Regions from separate parts of the Mus musculus genome. Here region 1 is linked to region 2. The links are chromatin contacts, called in public promoter capture Hi-C maps. All regions are on one chromosome and are shown on one strand. Each heading gives the region's core, a stretch centred on a gene start, on an enhancer-like site or on the middle of the called end of the contact. The rest is flanking DNA. Distances are from core to core; before and after follow the strand shown.

What was found. Promoter capture Hi-C pulls out the DNA fragments that hold promoters and counts their contacts.
Region 1: a promoter capture Hi-C map of hippocampal neurons shows a contact between it and region 2, with 3 times the contacts expected there. The contact joins the promoter of Psapl1 here to the enhancer-like site in region 2. A contact is called at or near these places in 14 of 39 promoter capture datasets (the 3T3-L1 cell line, the C10 cell line, the HPC-7 cell line and 8 more), 2 of 15 datasets of contacts at CTCF or cohesin (CD8 T cells and large pre-B cells), 20 of 484 Hi-C or Micro-C datasets (the Ba/F3 cell line, CD4 T cells, cerebellar granule neurons and 11 more) and 2 of 9 other capture datasets (adipose tissue and embryonic stem cells).

The regions. Positions count from the first base shown.
Region 1 is chr5:36,201,805-36,208,982 of GRCm38.p6, reverse strand. It overlaps Psapl1 (prosaposin-like 1), which reads right to left and starts at 4,962. Exons shown (of 1, transcript NM_175249.3): 1 at 2,415-4,962. The coding sequence starts at 4,917. The coding sequence ends at 3,340. The region is part of intron 2 of Sorcs2 (sortilin-related VPS10 domain containing receptor 2); the gene reads left to right.
Region 2 is chr5:36,018,712-36,025,962 of GRCm38.p6, reverse strand. It overlaps Sorcs2 (sortilin-related VPS10 domain containing receptor 2), which reads left to right. Exons shown (of 27, transcript NM_030889.2): 23 at 18-143; 24 at 1,297-1,396; 25 at 1,869-1,971; 26 at 4,631-4,734; 27 at 6,571-7,251. The coding sequence ends at 6,635. Among named protein-coding and RNA genes, the nearest start is that of Gm52811, 63 kb to the left of the region's middle. Within about 2 kb of position 1,637, at least 9 of the 459 cell types and tissues checked have an H3K27ac peak or open chromatin away from gene starts, as enhancers often do. A contact at or near this core is called in hippocampal neurons, where this site is marked.

The sequences.
Region 1 (7,178 bases), core at 3,713-6,212, 180 kb before region 2:
TCCACAGCTAGTGGAGGGGCCCAGCTCAACCTATAGGCATGTTTGCTTTGGCCAGCAGAGGACTTTACGGAGCCTTCAGCATAGAGGCACATGAAGCTCTCATGGGTTCAGCCTGAGGTTCCAGTTCCATGGGTGACACTGAAAGGATCGGTGGTGGGTTAGTGACCTCATAAGGACATCCTTCTTGGGATGGGTTGTGGACACTTGGGGGTTTTAGAGATATTAGAACACATGCCCCCACTTGCTCCCATTGTTTTTCGGTTATAGGTAGGAAACTGAAACCCTTAAATCATGGTTCCAGTACTCTGGAGGAGCAGAGGGGTCCTTCCCCTGGGACACAGGAGAAATGGGCTGTGCTGTGGTTTCCAGATAGGACAGATGATCTCATTGCCCACCTGCCCCCCTTGATTGTGGTATTTGGCTGCTGTTCCATGCCGGGTATATAGAAAACTACTTCTTTCAGGCCATGAAATCCTTGAGGGGCCCCTGGGGTAAGGACCTGCTATTCTCTCCCACACCCAGGGTACAGACTCTGGAATCTGGGAGCTGGATAACACCTGGAAGCAGGTGAACAGGTAAATTAGAGCCTGCAATGATTCTGGGGCCTTGTTTTTTTGGGGGCCTACCCACCCAGATCTGGAAGGGACCTTCCAGCACAAATAGCTTCCCTGAGGGTAACCTTCAAGTTACCTTCCTTGGGCTCTATGTCTTCAAAGTGTGTAGATGCCACTTCCTGGCAGGAAAATAGAACCATGTTGTTGGAGAAAAGGAGGTGAAGCAGGCAGTAGAGGAAGGGGACAGCAATGGGGTCTTCCCTGGTCTCTCATGGGCACCAGCTTTGGAAGGGGCCACCTCATGGACCGCTCTCTAAATTTTCCAGAAGTGCCTGGAGTTTGTGTAAATTATTTGCAAAGAAGAAGAAAGGATGTTCGACTGCTTTGTGGAGCCTCCGGCATAGAGGAACCTGAAGCTCTCACGGGTGCAGGCTGAGGTGTCAGCTCCATTGGGGGACACTGAAGGGGCCCACAGTGGTTCAGTGTTCTCACAAGGACATCTCTCTTGGGTTGTCGCATTGGGACCTAACTCCACTGGGTCCATATTTGCTACTGACCTACCATTTTGAAGGATGTTTTTAGAAAATTGCCCAAAGGTGCCAAATCCTTAACCCCAAACCTTTCAAACCCGGATCCAAGAAATTCAGAAGCCATTGACCCCGGTAGAGTTTCAACCCATCTAGATCTCTGTCTGATGGTGGCATCTGATGGACACCCATGCCTGTGTAGTAGAAGTTTCTGACATCTTCCACCTGGGCAGCCTGACAGAACCCCTGCTCCCATCTTAACCAGGGCACTGTGGTCCCCACCTCTAGTCGCTTCATATCCTGCATCTCACCCTCACGAGCAGAATCTGACCCACTGGCGTGTCTGGTGAGGATGGCAGCTCTTCCCTTTGGAAGCAAGCAGCATACAAAGCTGTCTGATTGGTCCTTGTCCCCCTGCTGAGCTGCCATCCCTGGCCACTAGGTGAACTGGTGGGTCCCGTGGAAGTTGCTGCTGTCACCCCTCGTGCACACCCCTCCTCCTGTCCCTCTCTCATCAGCCACAAGGTGCAGGGTGATCAAGAGTGTGGATCAGTTGGAGACTGAGTGTAGGAAACCTGTGTCTCGCCAACAGTGTGCAGTGGGCCTGCGGGGTTCTTGTCAGGTGTGCTCTGTGGCAGGCTCCTGAGGGCCAGGTGTATGTGCAATGCATTTGATCAGTGGTCTGAGGCAACAGCTGTCTCCAGGCCCTGAGCTGAGGGGAGGAGAGGGATGGAATGAGGAGAGGCCTCACTCTGCCCGTCCCTCACTGTAGATCTGGGTCAGAGGCAGTGAAATGGGCTCAGAAACAAGGCGGACATGGCACTCACCACCTCCTGGTCTCCAGCAGACCAGCCTTATGTAGCTGGTGATGTCTCTTTGGAAATGTCAGGTCAAGAGAGCCGTGGCATATCACTTACAACTGTGATCAAGTGTCCCTCTGGCTCACTGTCAGAACAGAGGAGGGTCTACTCAAGGTTCCTGGGGAGATGAGTGGGCCTCAGATGGTGACTGGTGACCTCAGCCAAGCCAAGCAAGTCTCATCCCCATCTAGGCAATGGCGAGCTCTGACAGGACCTCACGCGCACATGCCTCAGATGTTTGAACATCTACTGTGAGCAGGTCTTGTGTTGGACTTGAGGCCTATGCAAAGACATCCATCCAGGGGCTGTGAGGGGCTCATTAGGCACTGAAGACTGTGAATGAAAAGCAAGCAGTGGGCACCTGAGATAGGCAAGCCTTCCCACTGGAGGAGCACCCATGGGAGGCTGCGAGGAAGGGATTGTGAAGCCCCAGGGACCATGCTCTTCTGTTAGAATAACAACAGCAAACGTCGTTTGGAGAAAGCATCTAGTTTATATAAACTTGTTTGATCAGGCTCCCCAGAGACCCTATCGATCCCCAAGATAGGTTTTGCTGGTCCTGGTAGGTCACTGGGTGCTAGTCTCTAAGTGAAAGAACTTGAGGACATCTCTTAAAACTGTCTTAACATCCCTATGAGGCAGGCACGATCCTCCCAGTCTACAGATTAGAAAACTGAGGCTCAGCAGACGACTAGGGTGGACCTCTTGCTACTGCCATTCCACACCCCTCAGGGCTTTCCCCAGGACTCACCCAGCAGGGTTTTTTTTTTCTTTTTGATTTTAAGTACACCCCAGATTGCTTAGCACCAGGGCGGCTCAAGTCTGGGTGAGTAGACAAACTCCTCTTGGTGGGACAGGATATGGGCAAGAGTCATATAAAGTCCAAGTGTCCCTTTTGGGTGGTAGCCAATGACTCAGGACCCTTCCTCAGAAAAGTCCAGAGTCACTCATGTCCCAGCTGCACCACTGGGAGCCAGCTGGAGAGATCCTAGCCTGAGAATACCCAATTTCCACCCCAGAGCCATTATACTGACTAGTGACAGTCCCCTCCACCTACCTACCCTTACCTACTTGCTCTCACCCTGTAAGGGAGGCCGCTGACGGGTTTCTCCAGGCCATCAGCATCACAGCATGACAGGAGAGGGTGGCTTACTGGGGCAAGGGGGGAAGAAGACTCCCCATTTGTAGCAGGAGTAGAGGGGGCAGATAGGACAGAGACAGAAAGACGACACTGCCCAACTTTAGGGAATCATGGTTTTGAAGGTCAGCTCCACTCTGCCCTACCTGCACAGAGCCTCAGTTTTTTATCTATGACATGGGGGTGACACCCACTTCATAGGGTCCCCTTGGGAGGCAGAAGCCTACGGGTGGGCAGACTTTGGGTTCTGGTGGCCACGGTCATGGCTGCTCGTTGATTTTGGAGACGGGCTTTTTCCACACGAGGCGCTGGCAGTGTTCCAGGGCATTACACATTTCAGCGGCCTCTGGGCTCTTGCACCAGAAGCTGGGGCCCATGACGCACTGATCTGTGCCTAGAAGTGGAGTCTTAGGGCCGTGGCAGGCCCCCATCTTCTTGCATAGGTCCGTGGGGTTCATCATGAACTTGAGGCTCTCTATGAGCACAGGTTCATACTCGGCCACAAAACGGTTGCACTGCATCACATAAGGCAACGGCAGGATCCGGCAGCCACCTTTGAAGGCATTCAGAATGTCCCGCTTGGTGCTCTTGTGGTCCAGATTCTGGGAAGACATGCCCAGCAGCCTTTTGCACCCTTGGCAGAAGCTGCCCTGGTTTTCCTCATCCACCGGCAGGGATGGTGTGGTTGCCACAGCCCTGGAGATGGACCTGGCCCGCCTTTTGCTGCCACACAGCTTGATGGTCTCACATACTTTCTCTGGGGTGACTTTGGACATGAGCTGCACCAATTCAGGGCTGTAGGTGTCTACCAGGGTGATGCACTGTTGGACTAGAGGCTCGGGCACTACGGTGCACACTCGCTCCAGTGTGTGGCTGATGAGAGCTTCTGTGCTGTTGGTCACAAGCCACTTGTCCAGCTCCTGGACCAAGTTCAAGCACACGTCGCACGTCAGGCCCAACTGCATCTGCAACTCATTCGTCCTCGGCATCTCCATCTCCAGAGAGGGGACTCCATCCACAGCGGCCACTCGAGTCAGCCAGTGGGCAGACTCTCTCTCACAGAAGCCCCCCTTCCTGCAGACCTCCTGTGGGGGGAGACCCTGCAATGTTTGCTTAGCAGGGACAAACTGCCGGTGGATGTAGTTCTCGCAGAGGGCAGCCAGGCCAGGCCCCATGGACTGACACTGATTCTGGACAGTTACCTCTGCCAAGGTCAAATTAGACTCTAGAGCATCCTGGAGCAAGGAGATCAGCTGGACACAATCATGACACACAGCACCTTCAGGCATCTGTGATGGGTGGAAGCTCAACGCCCCGTTGGATAAGAATGGGGCCATCACCTCATTTGCATCCTCCTGGGTCAGCGGTCTCTCCGAGGTAGTCTCAGCTAGGTGCCTCTGTAATGGTTCACAGAGGGTGAGCGCAGTGCACACAGAAGCCAGGTCAGTCTCCTGAGCGCCACTGAGCATGCTCAGGACAGCTGCGCTGTGGTTGTTCACCATCCACTTGCACTTAGCTGAAGACTCCTGGCTTGGAAGCCACTCACAGGTCTTCATTACTGATGTCAAAATATCCGACTCTGTAGCACCTGGGTTCACCCCATTGCCAGCAGCCGCGGCCACATCCTGGCACACACTGCAGGGCAGGGACTTGACTGTGGGCTTGTTCCAGACAGCACTCTGGCAGTGCCTCACGGCCCGACACTTTGCAGCTGCCTGCAGGTCCTGACACCATACCTCCGAACCCTTGGCACACTCACGGGGAACTGAGATGGGGCTGGCCCTGGCAGCCCCCAGGAGGCCAGACCAGAGAATCAGAGCGCACAGCATAGTGCCCATGGTTCCACTGGCTGCTCCCTCTGCTTGGCTCTCGCTATAAAACTAGCTCTCCTGTCTAGCCTGCTCAGCAAGGTACCTGCCCGCTGCTCCTCCCCAACCTGAGTCAGAGCCCCACCTGCCTGGGTGCTGGCCCGTCCTCTCTGGCTTCTGCCTCTTGGCCATTCTACCTCCCTCTCTCTCCCTGAATAATCCCTATTTTCAAAGTCTAGCTTCTTTGGGAATGAAGCTTCTATTCTGTGTCACACCAGGCCCAGAAGAACCAAATTCCTAGAGTGGCTTATTTCTAACTGGGCCTCATGGCCACATGCCCGCCACAGGCTCTGGTCCTAAGGCCCCACTGTCCAGGGACTGACTGGACTACTGATCCCACAATGCCTGGGTGAAGGCTGCTGGCATGCAGAGCCTTATTCTGGAGACTTCTATGGGAGGCCATGTGTGGGCTGGTCCCTAGCAGATGCGCATGATGTTTGCTGAGGCTCACAGATACAAAGGGGTTTTCTGTTTCACGGTTAGGTCATCTGTTGGCTTCTGTAGTTTTGGAAATAAGCGTTAAGCAAGAGCATTGGCATCAGGCAAATGCACAGCTGGCCACGGCCTCATCCTGTTGATTCTGTGGAGGACCCTGAAGCCAGACTCACCTGTTCTGATTGACAGGCAGCTCCCAGCTTCCACGGGAGTGGGCAGATCAGGGACCCTGGGAACTCTATGAAAATCCTGCATGCCTTAGTGGTGTGAGTCCCACACATGGGTATCTGTGGCTCAGACGTTGGGGTTCTGGGTGCCTAAGGAATCCACTTCCCAGTTATGTGGGAAGGTATCCCAGCTGCCTTTGCAACAGCTTCACAAAGAATGCAGATGGTGCCTCCTGTTGCCCTCCCAAGAGGACGGGCTACAGAGAGAATATGGAATGAGGTTCGCTGAGCCCTTTAGATGACTGACTGCTAAGGTCTCTGCTTCCTTTGGGCCAGTGGAGGAAGCAGGCTTGGTGAAGTAGAGAGGTTGGGTTCTCTTAGCTGCAGGGCCACCAGGGCCAGCTTGTCAAGCTGTACAGAGGTGGAACTAAAACAAAGTGCTTTTATCTAGACCTGCCTGGGCAGGCCCGGGCTGACTCACCCCAGCACCTTACCCAGTTGCTGTTTATGGAACACCCACTCACTATTCACTTTGTTTTTGGGGCGCAGGCATTTTTTCAACCCTACAATCAACTCCGTTTGCCTGCCATTTGTGTGATCTTCCATTTGACTCAGTTTTGACCACTCCCCAGAGTCCATCCAGACCCCACAGTTAGGGCTTCAGACTATGCACTGGCTCAAACCTCTCCACCTACCTCTCTATCAGGGTTCCCATGGCCCTCTCTAAGCTCAGTTGCTATTAGGAAGTCTTACAGAACCCAGGAAGGCTCCATACCAGTATATCCCTTAGGACTCAACTTAGGGGAAGGTGCCAGCAAGAAGAGATAGGCAGAACATGGGACCTTTGAGCCTACAGCCAAGAATTGACAAATCTCATTGAAGAATTTCATCTAGAGCGCTTGCCCTTTCCCCAGAGTCATGGCTGAGGGATGGCTGAAAGTCCCAGGATTTTAGGCTCGCTGGTGGGAAGCACTACCCACAGGCTGTCAAGGACATCAGCCCAAATCATCTAATGAGTTTAGTAAGTGCAGGCTCAGGAACTCAGGACTTAGAGCCTCTGTTGTATTTTGATATAGTTTTTAACTTAGAAGACAGTGGCAGAAATAGTTCAGAGAATGACTTACTTTCCCAGGTATACTGATAATATTTATTTACTCTCGATATACCTATTTTCTTGTTATCCATCCAACCATCCACCTACCCATCCATCTGTCTGTCTACCTATCCACTCATCTATCCTGTCCATCCATCCTTCTGTCCATCTATTTATTCATCTACCCAGTTATCTGTCTGTTCATCTGATACACACACACACACACACACACACACACACACACACACATCCCTGTCTGTCCACTCATAATCTATCCATCCAATTATCTGTCTATCCATTCACTTGTCCGACCATCCAACCATCTATCTATCCATCCATCCATATATCCAATTTTCTATCTGCCCATTTATCTACTTGTTTATTCATATATTCATCCAGCCACCTGCCAATTTTCCATCCATCCATCCAATTATGTATATGTATGTCCATCCAGTTATCCATCCATTCACCGTCTGTCTATCTATCTGCCTATCCAATTTTCTGTGTGTTCTTGTACCCACTTGTCCATCTTGTCA
Region 2 (7,251 bases), core at 388-2,887:
CCTGCCTGTCACCACAGGAGACCAGCATCCCAGAGGAGCTGCTTGTGACTGTGGTAAAGCCAGGGCTGCCCACCATAGCCGACTTGTATGTGCTTCTGCCTCTGCCAAGGCCCACAAGGAAGAGGAGCCTCACAAGTGACAAGGTATGACCATGGCATAGCAGGATTGTGTGGCTGAGGACCCGGAGGGTGGGGGGACGTCACTCCTGACAACCACATTTCTGTGGGGCATCACTTAAAGGTTTAGTTCTTACTATCATGCTGTCTGACCCGGGGTACCACCATCTGCCTGTAGCTCCAAACTCAACAGCATCCAAGGTTAGTGAGATTAGGCAGCTTCCAGGGGGAGAAGGCTAGACTGGGATTGTGTGGATGGTCTCTGTTCTCTTGCATCATTGTCTGGAGCTGTCATGTGACCTCAGCTTCAGTACCAGGAGCACTGGGACATGTGGGTGAGCCCTGTGGGAGACTCTGGCTGCAGGCTACAAGCAAAACAGAATTCAGCACAGGAATTCTAGCACGTCCTCCATGAGGCTCCTTGACCAGGAGCACCTTGGGAACTGTCGTCAGAGAGGTCCCCAGATGCTGAGTGCTGAGTAGCCTGTGGGACAATGGTAGCTTGCTAGGCACTAGGCTGACTGCCTGGTGTTAGTGTGTAGGAATATGTTCAGTGTGAGCCCATAACAAGTGTCCAGATGGAGGCAAAGCCTTCTCTCCTCCAAATGCTGGAATTCTGTGCCTGGCATAGCTTCTGGCTCTGCCCCAGTGGATGTAGCTAAAGTCGGAATCCCAGAGACATAGCCACATGGAAATGAGTGTCAGAGGGCCTCATAATGGGCCCTGGACAGTGACTGATAGGTGGTAAGATACAGATGGTGACGGGCTCTGATGTGTGTCATGAGCCTCACCTACTGGCCATGTTATGGGGAATCTTTTGAGGAGGGCATTGTGCTTGCCACCCCCACCCCCAACTCCCCTCATAGGTAGGATGCCCTGCCCTGTCTCATCTTTGTGAGCTCCCACTTCCTAGAAGCTTCACTGACCAGGGTGGGGGACTTGTGGAGCACTCCAGGTCTTCCAGCTGACACACTGAGACTCTTCTCTCTGTTCTGCGCTGGAATGAGAGCTTGCTGATGGCAGGGCTTCCGGCACCATCAGTGGCTCCTAGTGAACCTGGCTGGTGGGCTTTCATGCCATTCCCTGATAAGGACACTGAGCATCAGCCAGCATCCCTTCCCAGCCCCGAGGGACTCCAGTGGTCCAGGCCTCAGAGCTTTCCTGCCTCCTTTGCTTTCAGAGACTGGCAGCCGTGCAGCAGGCGCTGAACTCTCATAGAATCAGCTTCATCCTTCGAGGAGGGCTTCGTATCCTGGTGGAGCTGAGGGACACAGACACAGGTGACAGACCCGGCTTAGCTCCTCCCTGGAGCAGGGTGGGCATGGGCCCAGGCCTGCGGATGCTAAAAGTGACTGTAGGATTTGAATGGGCTTTTATCTAGCTGCCAGTGACCCTTCTGGCTGGGACATCTCTGGCTAGATGCACCCACCCCTGCACAGCCAGCTCTGGGCCTCACCATCTGGCTTGATCTGTGTGGAAGCAGCTTCCACAACCATCAGGAACCTGCTGATTCATTCAAAACCAGTGCAGAAGGAAGGGGCTGTCCCCTCTGAAGGAAACCCAGCCAAAGTGGGTTATAGTAGGGCTCTGTCAGAAAGGGAGGCCCAAGGCCTCGTGTCGTGTTGTTATCCTTCATAACCTGCTATACACTCAGCCACATGGCAAGGCCTGCTGGACAACATGAGGTAGGCTCATCAGACCCAGGCTGGGGACAACCAGCCCATGGCTGCTCCTCTTGTTCCTCTCCTGTAGGTCCTCAGAGGCCAGGTGGCAGTGGTGGCTACTGGGCCGTGGTGGTCCTCTTTGTCATTGGGCTCTTTGCAGTAGGAGCATTCATCCTCTACAAGTTCAAAAGGTAAGGCCCCTGGCAGCCTTGACATATGGCCCCAGAGGTGGTGGCTTCCACAGGCCATGGAGGAAGGTGGTGTGTGTTCTCCCCTGTACTGTGAGCAGGAAACTCTCAGGCTCCCTTCTGCTCAGCCTGGTCCCCTGCACAGGCCCAGGGCATCTTCTTCAATCACCCTCCGTGGAGGGGATACTGTGCCCTCCAGATAAGGATGCCAGGTCCAAGGAGGCACAGTTCAAGTCCAAGGCCAGTAGGGCCTCCTGGCTTCCCACATCTTGGCTATGGCTGCCACAGGGGCTTCAGTTACCTGAGGGTACCAGAGACTGACTCTAAGGGGTGCTGGGAGACCCTGTGTCTCCTATACAGGGCTTCAGTGTCCTCTTTCCTCTGTGACCTGTCTCACAGTGAACATGGGATAGCTCCAGGGATAATGGAGGCCAGCTATGTCCCTCATCTGCCATGTCTGTGTGCAGAGTGGGGCTGAGAACTGACAGTCCTCTGTGTGGTCTCCAGGGAGGCAGCCTGGAGTAATAGCCATGGGAAGGTACAGGTCCATTCTACAGACACAAGTGCAAGGCTGTTGCTGATAAGCATGGTGGTGCTGCTGAGAGGAAGTCAGCCCACATCCCACACCTCCCTGTGAAACCCACCTGATTCAAGGCCCTGTGCCTATTATTTTTCACCCTCCAGCAGACAACACTCTTGGAACACTCTGCTGTAGAGCAATGTGACAAGACCTCAGACACCTCTGCCCCCACGTACCCAGCATCCTTCATCCTGCAGGGCCAGGACCTAGCTAAGGGGCAGGCAGCCCTTCAGGTGGCTGGCACTGAGTAGACCTGAGATCTGTCCAGATGCTGACCTGCCAGAGGCTTGCCTCAGATAAAGGCTTTCCCCCTCTGAGCCATAGTGTCATTGTCAACAAGAGGGCATGCAAAGGAGGAGACTGCGGTGGGGGTCAGGGGAAGCCAGCTGGGCAGTATTCCTGCCTTGCATGGCTTCAGGATGGTGGCATATGAGCCCTGGGTAGAGGGGCAAGTGGAGGACAAAGCCCTGGGTCTGGGTGTGATCCCCATGACCAAGCAGAGGGAGGCTTCCAGATTTCCGTGTGGGCGGATGTCAAGGTGAGTGCGGGTGCGCCTGTGGACTTGGTCCCATCCTGTGCAGGGCCTGCAGAACTGTGGGTGGTCACTTAGAGGGCAGCAGCATGCTTGCCTGGGGTAGATGGAGCTGGTCCCTGTGGGTGATGTGTCAGCCCCACTCTTCAGATTCCCCAGTAGTAGTGCTACAACCTTCCCCCAGTGTGCTTCATGTGGCCCAAATGACAAAACACTGCCTGTCATTTGCCAAGAGGGGGAGGGGGGCAGATATGTCCAGTGTGAGGCTGGTCCAACATCCCCAAGCCCAAGGCTATCTTTGTGAACCAGCTAAGGCTTTGAGGTTGGAGGGGAAGGGCCTGTTGCCATAGAAACAGTCAGGGGACAAATACCCCTTCCTACAAGCTCCAGGCCAACCCCAGGGGTAAAGGCAGAGCAGGACAGTGGAATTCTGAGCAGTTGGTAGAGGGAAAGCACTTGGTTCCTCCTCTCTCTTCATCTGTCCTTTCTTCCGTCTGGGCTTTAAGTTCTGCCTAGACCATGGAAGCTGAGGGCTGACTGTGCGCTAACTGACACTCTCCATAGCACTGAGATGCTAAGCCACTCAATGATCTCAAGTCTCCCTGACACTGTCTGTAATGACAGGTAGGGCCACGCCCTTCCCAGCATAAGTCCATCACTTGAGTGTCCCTTCCTGAAGGGAACATAACCCATACACACTCTAGGTGAAGCTAGTTACTCTCTCCTCCTCAAGGGACTGAGGAAGACATGCCTCCACAAGGTCTGGCTGCCACCATGCCCGAGGCTTCAGTCTTCTTGTATCTAAATGGGCCCATGACCTTTCTGGTTGTAGTTCTCGTCTCTGAATGGGCCTAGACCTTTCTGGTTGGCTGGAGTTTATGGGGCTATTCTCAGTACAAGGGTCCTTGCCTGTGGCTATGTGTCCAGTCCTAATCGGGCAGAGTGTGCTCTGTCACTCTCTCTCTCTTCTTCCCCTGGGGCCTGGACTAGAAAGCAAAGTCTCAGGAAATCTGGGTGGACAGAGTTCAACAAGTGGCCCTCAGGTCTGGGTCGCCACTGTGTGTGCGTGCGTGCATGTGTGTGTGTATGTGTATGCGTGAGTGCATGTATGTATGCGTGCGTGCGTGTATGTGTGTTACTGTCCTAGTTGCCAGATACTGGAAGACAAAGATTACAGTGCTTCGGCAGTTATAGCACTCCTGGATAAAGAATAGTAGGTTGCTAATCTGGAGAGATGGCTCAACGGTTAGGAGCACCAACTGCTCTTCTAGAAGTCCTGAGTTCAATTCCCAGCAACCACATGGTGGCTCACAACCATATGTAATGGGATCTGATGCCCTCTTCTGGTGTGTCTTAAGACAGCTACATTGTATTCTTATACATAAAATAAATAAACCTTAAAAAAAAAAGAGCCAATGCTCTATGGGCAGCAGAACATGGGTATGGGGAGCATGCTGGGTGGTAGGCTCCCTGGGGAACAGTCTTGTGTGGCACTGTCTATACTTGGGGCCATGAGCTCATTCAGAGCTGAACTGTCCTCTGGCCAGCAGGAAACGTCCAGGCAGGACAGTGTACGCCCAGATGCACAATGAGAAGGAACAGGAGATGACAAGTCCCGTGAGTCACAGTGAGGATGCCCAGAGCACCATGCAGGGTAAGAACTGGGGCATGTGCCCCCACCATAGAGGGGCCCATCAGAGCCCAGGGGACATGGGCCAGTCCAGCCCTACTAGAGAGTCATAGGAAAGATAGCTCCCCAGGGCTGTACAGGATGAAGCCAGGGGCTGCAGGCTGAAGGTGCTGCTCCTTGCTGTGGGGTGGCCATAGAGACTGGAAGCTCCCTCACAGGAGGACACTGCCCACGCCCACCCTCCCTCACCCTCCCACCAGGAGCTCATAAGCATCCTGTGCACAGACCCTTGGGACAGCACTTCACAGTTTACACAGGATTTCCCCAAGGTGACTTTTCCTTTCTGTCACACAAAGAAGGAGAAGCCCAGGCCTGTCACCCTGGCTGCAGCATACCTCTGTCATTTTCTCTATGCCATGACTTCTTAGCTGGAACAGTGTCCAGGACTAACCCAAGCCCTATTGCCCTGATTCTCTACCACACACAGGCCATAGCCATTCCCCTTTGGTGGTGGTGGACACTCCGGCCTACCCACATTCAGTGGCTGTGAGCATTCTGCCGGGCTGTCCAGATAGGGTGTGGCCCACAGCAGGCATTGTCAAGGTTAGCTGACAAGTTACAGCATCCACCTTAAATAGCACCTGTATCCCAATCTGTTGGTCCTCAAGCCATGATGGCTCCTACATTGAGAATTGGTGACCCAGCAAAGTCTTCAGTCACCCAGGGTGGCACAGCTAGATGTCAGTAGCTGACCTTACATCCCAACCAGGTCAGTGTGACCTCAAAGCCTGCATCCTCCAGGCTAGGGGCAACTCTCCCCACCCCTTCCAGCCACTTCCCACATCTGCCAGCCCAGGAGGCTTTATCAGAGGACATATTTGCAGCCTCTGGGGCTGTAATACCATCAGTGACTTACTGAGCATACAGGAAGTCTCAGAACTTTGTCATCATGTGACCCTGGAAGCCGCTGGTGCTGCAGTGTTTGCGGACAGGTAACTGGAACCCAGCCTTCGAATCACTCATAAGAAGGAGCAGAAGGGAGCCAGTCCTGTGTGCATAGCCCTTGCAGCCATGAGCACTGCCAGATAGCTGGACCCTACTCTCATACAAGGAAGTCATAGCCTCCGCTAGAAGGGTGTGGCAGTCTCAGGAAGATAGGGGTCCGCTATCTCACAGCCTCCTGCTGTGAAGTTCCTAATAACAGTACCAGGACACTGTTCACGGGGACCATGGCATCAACTAGGCACTGCTTATGACAGTCCTTCTCCATGTGCGCTGGAGACTAAGATTGACCAGGGCCAGTGAAGTGGAGATGAAGGCCTTGATGGAGAGTCACCAATAGTCAAGTATTGACTCCCACAGTCTGCGTAGCACTACCCCCCCTCCCCAACCAGTGCTATTCATTCTGAGCACACAGTAGGACAGGTCTCATAATGAAGCTCGCACAGGGACATTTATCAACTGGTCTCTGACAAGCATTGTGTTCCCTCTCTCCTCCTCGCTTCCCTTATCTCCCTTCCTGCCTCCTGCTCCATTCCCCATTCAGTGTTCTTTACCAAGAGGGGGCCCAGCCTCAGCCCTTCCTGTGCCCCCTTGCTGCCGATGCCAGGGGTAGCCCTCACACAGGTCAGTGGGTGCCTCACTACACATTCCTCCGGACCACTGCTTGTGGAGGCACCTGGCACTTCCCTCCTGTTACCACATAGGGCACTGGAGACCCCACCTCCACCTGCACCTAGCTGCACAGGCTGAGGGAACCTCACTGCATGTTGGCCCCATGTGCTGCTGAGGTCACCTGTGTTCCTGTGTGGTCTGTTTCCCACCAACCTCACTAATGGGCTGCATTCTCCTGTTCCCTAGGCAACCACTCAGGGGTGGTCCTGAGCATCAACTCTCGTGAGATGCATAGCTACCTGGTGGGCTGATGGCACCAGCTGGCCAGGACACTCTCCTCCTGCTTCCTCCGGAGAGGGCACAGGACCACAACTGCAGCTGGAATGACACACCCTCTGAGACCCGTGGAAAGGCCAACTCCTCTAGCTGTCCCCACTCAGAGGACAGACACTTCTCCCTGTCAGCCCCAGCTGGCCCATGGGATCCTGGGACAGCCGACTCATGACCCACCTGGACACGGGCCTGTGGTGCCACACAGAGTCCCCACCCTTGACTCTGAGGCATCACAGTCCTTAGACCTGAACATGCTGCCCTGGTTACTCCATCTTGCCACTGCAGCCCAGGCCTGGCTTCTCCTGCCTGGGGCTGGACCAGCCTATTTCTGGGGTGAGCCTGCAGCCACCACCACCCCCACTCCAGACTTGTAGCCTGCTCAGCCCTGGCCCCACAGTCCCTGTCCCTGCAGAGGACCCCAGAGTCAGGAAGTCTCTGGGCCAGACCAACCCAACACCACCTTCCAGGAAGCCACTCTCTCCACTGCAGTGTAAATACCTGCCCGGGTAGAGCTATTTGAGTTTGGGGGCTCTTTCTTTTAGCTTTCTGTTTTCAAGGCAGGCAATAGAAGCCATCTTCGATCCATCAGAATCC